Linked DNA regions of Oryctolagus cuniculus: region 2 is linked to region 1. Evidence: chromatin contacts called from public Micro-C data. All regions are on one chromosome and are shown on one strand. Each heading gives the region's core, a stretch centred on a gene start, on an enhancer-like site or on the middle of the called end of the contact. The rest is flanking DNA. Distances are from core to core; before and after follow the strand shown. Region 1 holds the start of ZFHX4 (zinc finger homeobox 4). Region 2 overlaps LOC127490586 (a long non-coding RNA gene).

Region 1 (4,059 bases), core at 615-3,114:
CAGATTGCTGCCCAAAAAAGTTTGAAAAGGAATGGAATCTTTGGAGAGAATCATTTTCTTTCTGTTAACATTTAGTAGCCCTAGTTTCTAAAAAACTAGTACATGCACCGACTTCAGATTCCTGAGGTGCTGATTTGCTTTTGACTCTTAATAAGGACCATATCTGGGTTTTATTCTCCACTCCAAACCTCTGAACTCGCCTTGTAACCTTAGCCAGCTGTTGAAGGCAGCCAGCCTTCCTGACCTGGGCCTAGGTCTGCTCCAAGGAGGACTATGCTTTTATCTTCCCAGGTGTTTGGTTTGGGTTTTATTCCCATTTGCATTAGTCCTAGGCTCTTTCAGAGGTTCCCTGATAATGCAAGGTTTTAGGCCCAGAAAGATGCTGTTTGCAGCCTCTGCAGTTCCCAGCGCTGGTGCGATAAACCTTTCGTTGGTGTTTGGTAGAGTTGGCACTTAAGGCCTGAGACAAGGTTTTGAAGCAGATCCTGGTGATCCAGAACTTCAAAGGCCTGTCAACTCAAAAGCAGCCTATACTTCACCTGTCCAGGAAGCTGGACATTGCAAGTATTTCCTGGTTTTAAATCGTTTGATTTGTTGCTCTCACTTTCTCCCTAGAATTCCTATTTTTGAAATATTACATAGATGGTGTCTCCTTGTGACCTCTGCTGTGGCAGTGTGTCAAGATGCTATCTGAATATATACTTCTGTATGTATAGATTCCATTTTCAGTAGGGGGTATTTAAAAGTATGTCTATTCCTAGTTTTAGTTAATTATCTTTTAATGAAAGTGTCACTCATATTCACATCTGTAATATTGGAAAGAGATAATTAGATTTTCAAATGAGAAATCAGCCACCTTAAATTTTGCACCAGAAAATACCAAGTATATTTCATTCTAATGAGATCTGTAGTGGGGTTTTAAAATTCATCATAATGCGCTTCAAGAAAGATAACTCAACAGACTGGAAAGATGAAAGGTTTTTTTTCCCTAAGTCTTCTTAAAGCTATTACATTGAACTTACGCAATTCTGATAAAATATTCAAGAACATTACATAAAGGCTAGACGTGGACCCCCACTATCACCCTTGCAACCACCACTTACTCTCATTGGGAAGTTTACTTTGCCTAAACTAACCACCTCCATCTCCCTTGCCCTGGATTTCCTGGGCTGCCTAGGCAATCGAAAGATAGGAGTTTAAGAAGAATGCCTGAGGATGCAGAGCGCATTCCTCCCTTGCTATAGTCAGGGTTGAGCTCTGTTTGCACACAGTCAGGCACCCTTTATTTACATACATCTGCATATTTACTCAGCCCCCCCCCCCCCCCCCCCGTATTTCGGCATCGAAGTGCGTTCCTGTGTCCCTGGCAATAAACCAAGCGGAGAAAAGCTCTTGGTTACCTTAACTCCCATTTCTCTTGAAAGCTTCCCAGTAAACCAATCTCTGCTCGGACAATAATTACTTTGCTTCATTAAAGTGGAAAATAAACATCTCAAATGGTTAAAGGGCAGTGCATTGGCGGCAGTTATGTTTTATTTTGCTTCCCTCTCTGGGGTGTGTGTGCGTGTGTGTGTGTGTGTGTGTGTGTCTGTCTGTCTGTCTGTCTGTCTAATGAAGTTTGGGAGCCGCGCGCAGGGGTGCGTGGGGTGCAAGCCCCGGAGGTCCCCATCGCCGGTCCTCTCTGCCGTCGCCGCGTCCCGGGCTCCAGCCGCAGCGCTGCGAGCCTCGGAAGCTGCGAGACTCCCGGGCTGCTCTGAGTCCCGGCTGCGCGTCATTTGCAGTCTGGGGAATGTTGATCACCTCACTAATTACACCTCTCTCTCTCTCCCCCCTCTCCCTCTCCCTCTCCCTCGCTCTCCTCTCTCATTCCCAGAGTGCATATCGGGAATAGACACACAAAGACATGCGCACTCAACTTAATCAGCCATTTTTTTAAACAGGGCTAAAACGATAATAATTAGCAGAATAAAGACATATCGGATTTTCATTTCCTTTCCTCCTTTTCCCAACCCCTTCACAACCAAACAGCGAGACCGCGGTCGGCACATGCTTTAACTCCTCCCGGACCCCCGAGGACCGCTCCATGCCCCCCACTTTCTGCTCCAGCGTTTTTATTTTCACCCAATAAAGTTCGAGGATTATTTTTTTATTTTTTTTATTTTTAATGAACCCTCTCGTTTGACTTGGATGTGATCAGCTGTAAGTAAAATAAAAGCAAAAACAAAAAAAGAGGCGAAGATCGAGTAGGAACTGCAGGGGAAATGGAAAGTAAGTTTTTTCTTTAACTTTTATTGAGTAGTTTGTGTTAAATTTAGGTCGAGTATCGATTATCTTTCCAGCCTGATCTTGCACAATCTTTGATATTTCGCTCCCTCTCGCCCTCTCCCTCTCCGCCTCTCCCTCTCTGCCCCTCGCTCGCTCGCGCTGGCTCGCGCACATCCCCTCATCCCGACCATCTCTTCCGCTCTGCCCCCCTTTCCTATCTCTTTCCCCCTCTTTTTTTTGGCTCAAGGATTTGCTCCGCCGAGGGAAGGAGGGGGCACCGAGGGACCTGATTTTCCACTTTCTTCGGGGGCTGCGTTTTTTTCGGGATTTAACTTTTGGATCAAGTGGCGGATCATCCACGTTTGGCCGGGCAGTTTTTCTCTCCTTTTTCCTGTCTTTTCGGGGGTCTGTCTCCTCCGCGAGCCCGGGGGGACCAGTCTCGCAGCCGGGGAAAGCTGTCAGCTCCGCGGCAGTGCGGCCAACGGCCGGGTGGGGGTCCCCGCTCGCCCCGCGCCCCCCGCACCCGGGTCGGGATGACTCTGCCTCGGCATCAGCCTCCGAAAGTTTGGACGTGGGTCTGTGGGGCTTGGCGCGCCTGTCTTTCTGCCTCCCCCTCCCCACCTTCTCCTGCCTCGTCTTCCTTCCTCCGCTTACCGCCCCCACCCCGACTTTCCCCTTCTCAAGTTCCCGAAGGGCGCCTCCAGCGCAGGGCTGGCGGAGGCCGGGGGCTCGTGCGTACAGGGCAGAGGGTTCCCCAGGCCGGAGCCGCGGCTGCAGGTAGACGCCCGGCTGCCGGGGCGGGCAGGGGCGGCGGCGGCGGCTCCGGCGCGGGCGCGGGCGCCGGCGGACGGAAGGCAGGTCCGTTAGGAGGCGGGATCGCCCGGCCTCGGGGCTGGGGACCCGGGAGGCGGCGGCGGCGGCGGCCGCAGCGGCTCGCTAGGGGCGCGTTCGCCGCCGGGCGTGCGTTAGACAAGAGGACAGACGCCCGCGGCTTGGGATCAAGAATCTTTTCCTTTCTTTTTGGCAAAGGGCAAGGGGTGTGCGTGTGTATGTGTGTGATCTGTGTCTGTCTCTGTGTGTGTGTGTGTGTATTGAGGGGCTGTGGCCGGCTGTGAGAACTGATTCATTCCTCTCCCCCCCCCCCACCCCCAAAAGGGTTCCTTGTCTACAAATGAACTTCACCTCCTTCGCTTCTCCTGGCATCCAGCGCGCCTTCCGGCCCAGAGTCGCTAAGGACAGAGCGGCTGGAATGCGCCGGGTCTCGCCTTCCTGCTACTTCTATCCCCCCCACCCCCATTCTTTCTGCTCTTTTCTATGGGTTTAAAAAAAAAAAAAACAATAAAATTTCTCGTGGAATTGTATAAAGTTTATCTGCCAATGCCCAACTTACAGGAGGTCCCCCATCCTGTCCCCTTGCCCCCCCCCCCAGAAGACTGTGCATTTGCTTTGTATTTCTTTTGTTACCTGCGATCCGGGCGGGGGGTTCCTTTCGGCCGCTTGGGCTGGGGTCCGGCCCAGAGAGGAGGCTCCGGCGAGCGCCTTTGGCCGCGACTCCTCACTTCCGCGCGGTTCTGGTGAGGTTTTAGCTACCGTTTGGTAAGACACCCTCCTTGTAGGTACCAAAGGTTCAGATCGCAAACACGGACCCCCCCACAACCGACCCCTAAACACACACACACACACACACACATACACACACATACACACACACTCAACACACACAGACACACATTCTCCACTCTCCCCCCACCCACCTCCGGCCCCCACCTTGCCTTTCCCCTCCCCCCTGCCAAA
Region 2 (4,078 bases), core at 417-2,916, 780 kb after region 1:
CTTAAGGTATGTTGAAAGAACAAATATGAAAAAATATTGTGAGCACTAATATAAAGCTAAAGGTAGTATTTGTTGTCAACTTAACTTTATTAATATAATGCCCAGGTTTTTCTGTATTTAGTTGCCATGTAAAGACACATATTTTCAGCACACTTACACAAAATATTATTTTTGAGCTGAAACTGAGAATCTGCTTCCAATATTGGATTTTTTAAGTAAATAAATCATACAGGGATTCATCCAGTAAAATATAGTGAATTATCAAAATTGTTTTATGTGCTTGATCTTTATTTATGTACTTTATATTATAATATACCTTTATCATGAAATTAAGTAGAATGTTCTTTCTTAATGTGAAAGTACAAGTGAGATCTATAAGTATCAATTAAGGTTTAAGAGTAACTAAAATTACAGCATTAGTTTTCGTTTTTAAGTCTACTTCTAATGGTTAGCAGTTAAATATCTTAGAAGTTAAAAACATTATTATGTCATAAGATAACGTTTTATTTTAAAGAGACGTAAATGACCATAATCAAACTATGATGGTTTCTTGATAGAAATATGTGCAATTTTCTTTTAAAAAGCATCCTTAACACTACAGTGTCACAGGATTTGCCTACAGGCTATATATGTGTATCTAAACATGAAAAATATTCAACACTGTTTCAGTTTGAAACAAAATCAAATATTTTGGGGCTTAGTAAATAAAAAATTGGCTTTTTTTCATTTACACAATCAACAGATTATATGAGTCGACCAAATTAACCAATCAACTTGGTATTGACAGTGCCAGAGAGTGTGGCCTATACCAGCCAGTCGAAAGGCAAATGTCATAAGACATTCCAGCATTATGGTTAGTTCCTTTAGCCAACCATCACTTACATGGAAAAGTCTGGATTCCGACTAAGTGGTGGAGGGTGAATGTGTAGAGCATAAACTTATGGTCCAAGACTAGAATAGTTTGTAGAGCTTGCAATCACAGTAGAATTTTGCTGGGGACGTCATAAATCTCTCTGGAACATGACAGTCTGGGATTTTTTTTTTTCTCATAAGAGAAACTCATTTCTGAAATTACGGGATTTTTTTGATTTTACAAAAAAGAAAGAATTAAAAACCTCAAATGTGATTTTAAAAATGTAACTGTATTTGCCATTGAAAAATAACTAGAAATAACATTTTAAGGTATATACTGCACTTTAAGCATATGTGAGGATCTTATAGTTATTTTTCTAACAGGGACAGTGTATCTAAGTTGTTTTTGACCAATCATTATGTAAAATTTGTTTCCTTCATTCATTGACTTTGGGATATTCACTTAGAGTCAGCCAGGCTCTTACATTACTGAAATCTATTACTAGGTAAGTCGTTTCTTAATTAACCATAAGATAATTTAAAAAGAATCATGCAAAAATCTAATTAAATAAACAAAGGGAAAACTTTTTTCAAATATGAAAAAGTAACCCTGTTTTTGAAATTTAGAGGAGCACACAGGATTTAGGTTTTATTCTTCTCCTCCTCTTTTTGAACTAAATGTAGAGAACACAAACCATCCACTCAGTATAAGCCTGTTACACTTGAAAGATTTGTTCTGAATGTCCAGTGGGAACCTGGAAATCGTAATAATTTGTAGTATCGATTGAGTGAAGCTATGCAGCTGGGGCCTCTGGTGAATAGACAGGAATAGACATTTTATTGATTAACTTTTACAGTCATATTTTCAAGACTCCGCAGCAACATAATTTTCACTTCCCAGCTTTGTGTTGCTGCATCATGAAACTTGGATTCTTCTCCCTTAACATTTACCCACTTGAGGAAAAAAGTATGGACATGTTTTGCCAGGACTGTGTTCTGCAGAGATGCATAACTTTCTGGAAAATGATTTATTTCAAGTGCTACTCTACCACAAACAGTAGAAAGGAATGCTCTGGTTATAACAGTTTGGGGAAATATCATTATGACAACTATTTGGTAATTAAACTTCTTATTTTCTCTTTCTTTCCGTGCTTAGGAATCTTAGTTGTCCAACCATAAATTCATGCATATGAGAATCAAATGAATTATCTTATGATGCCTTTATTTTTTCTTATTTATTTTTTATAACTTGCATGAGTAGCAGAAGAAAAATAATTGCAAAAAAGAATCTAATTTAGTTTGAAATGAAAATTATTAGATATTAAGTCATTTTGGCAATTTCAGTGTAAGAAAATATGAATATGTTCCTATTGGACATATGGAATATTTCAGTAGTCTTAGGAAAGTTTTCTTTTAATTTTTGCAGTCAAAATATGCTACATATATATAGCTGAAAAAGCTACAAGCATTTTATGTATGATCATAAGTTTTTCTATAACAAGTTACTTATGATGTCACATTTTTGTCACTGGAGAAAACTGCAAAGCTTTCCTTTAGTTTATATATGTGGAGACATTTCATTGGAATTTTATATAAAAGCTGATATCTAGAAATTAAATCAGAGTTGAAAATAGGATTTTTTGGAAAAGATTACACTGATTTCTGATTTCTCTCTTCTCTCATCTGTGTATTTCTTTTATTTTTGACTTTGAAAAATGCATTCAAATAAATTTTTCCAAAGGTAAAACACAGAAGATTCATGTCACCTCACAAGCCCAGAAAATATGAAATAATACTGAATTATATAAGAATTTAGCAACAAAGTTCTTCACTGTTAAGATAATTCATGTAAGATGAACTTTATGCCTGATTTATTTAATTTTAAGATATCATTTTTGTTGATGATGATTGAAAATTAACATACAGTTTCAGTCCTAGAAATTCATAGATTTGATTTAAAAGTTTTCAAAGCATTTTTATTTATAATTTACTTCTCATTTAATTCAAAATGAAAAATTGGGTAACACATTCCTTCATATTAGCATGACACTGATATATTTTTCTCATTTTATTGAATATTAATTTTTTCAGAGAATTCAACTAGCTTGTAGTTTGCTTTCTACTGATTTTCAAAAATACAGCTATTAAGAATTTGGTCTGAATTTTCTTCTGTGGATCATAAATTTATTGTGGAAAATGCTTTAAAGGCACTATTTTTCATAGTTTTTAATTAAACACAGTACTTGTTGAAGTTTCAAAACTATTATAATTAAGGTGACACATGAGTGTGTTTCAAGACATTTGTTACTTGTATATATGAATAATATATATCCAATTATATTATATATATCATGTTTTTAATGCTAACGAAATTTATTTTTAGTAGTGCAAAGTTGTTTTTAAAATATTGGGGAGTTAATATTTTATTCACATTAAAATAATATTAAAATACTACATAAAGAATACAGGTTACTTTTATAACTTCTGTGGTCCTTTAAAGAAAGTACTTGTCTGTGTAATCAAGTATGTGATTTAAATTTATTTATCAAAATAAGGAGCACAATTAATACAGATCAAGTAATAAACATAAAATATAAAAAGCCTGAATTGAGATTGATTTCAATATAATCCTGTGGAGGAATCCCTACTTATTGATCAATTTTAAAGCCCATGCATAGCACTTAGAAAGATAAAGTAAGCAAGGTCAGATAATCAAAGCATTTAAATAGTAAAAACAGCAACTGCCACTGTAGACTGCTAAAATAAATCCATAATACAAATTGCTTTAGTAAAAAGTGGATGAGCAGCTGATCTTCCTATTGAACTCTGATACTGTGCAGTGACCACACTGGGAAAAGAATTGGGAGAAATGCCCTAAAGATCAATATTGAGTGAGATGTAGCAGGAATTCATTTTGAACATGAAAGCATTACAGGTGCGAGAGTATAGACATCTTCAAGAGATGTCATCAAGTGGAGATTGTTTAATACAGCTAAAAAGTGCCATCTATGAATGATACTGCCAAATAAGTTACAGAAATGCTCTCTTGACTGTTTAAAGAAATTATTCTAGTAGTATAAAACAGCTCTAGCATTTGAAAATGTAGGAAGTTGGGTTTACAATAAAATAGTGCGTTGGTTCTCTATTATATTATACATAAACTCAAGTCACTAATACACATTGAAGATATCAAAGAATTATGTAATGGTAGTCTCCAACCTTGTGC

The links. A called contact is a pair of places that touch in the nucleus more often than the background predicts.
Region 2: a Micro-C map of ear pinna shows a contact between it and region 1, with 9 times the contacts expected there. The contact joins the enhancer-like site here to the promoter of ZFHX4 in region 1. A contact is called at or near these places in 2 of 6 Hi-C or Micro-C datasets (ear pinna and psoas muscle).

Annotation. Positions count from the first base shown.
Region 1 is chr6:102,288,177-102,292,235 of mOryCun1.1, forward strand. It overlaps ZFHX4 (zinc finger homeobox 4), which reads left to right and starts at 1,865. Exons shown (of 11, transcript XM_070075243.1): 1 at 1,865-2,268. All of the region lies in intron 3 of PEX2 (peroxisomal biogenesis factor 2), which reads right to left.
Region 2 is chr6:103,065,710-103,069,787 of mOryCun1.1, forward strand. All of the region lies in intron 1 of LOC127490586 (a long non-coding RNA gene), which reads left to right. Among named protein-coding and RNA genes, the nearest start is that of PEX2, 420 kb to the left of the region's middle. Within about 2 kb of position 1,667, at least 1 of the 8 cell types and tissues checked has an H3K27ac peak or open chromatin away from gene starts, as enhancers often do. A contact at or near this core is called in ear pinna, where this site is marked.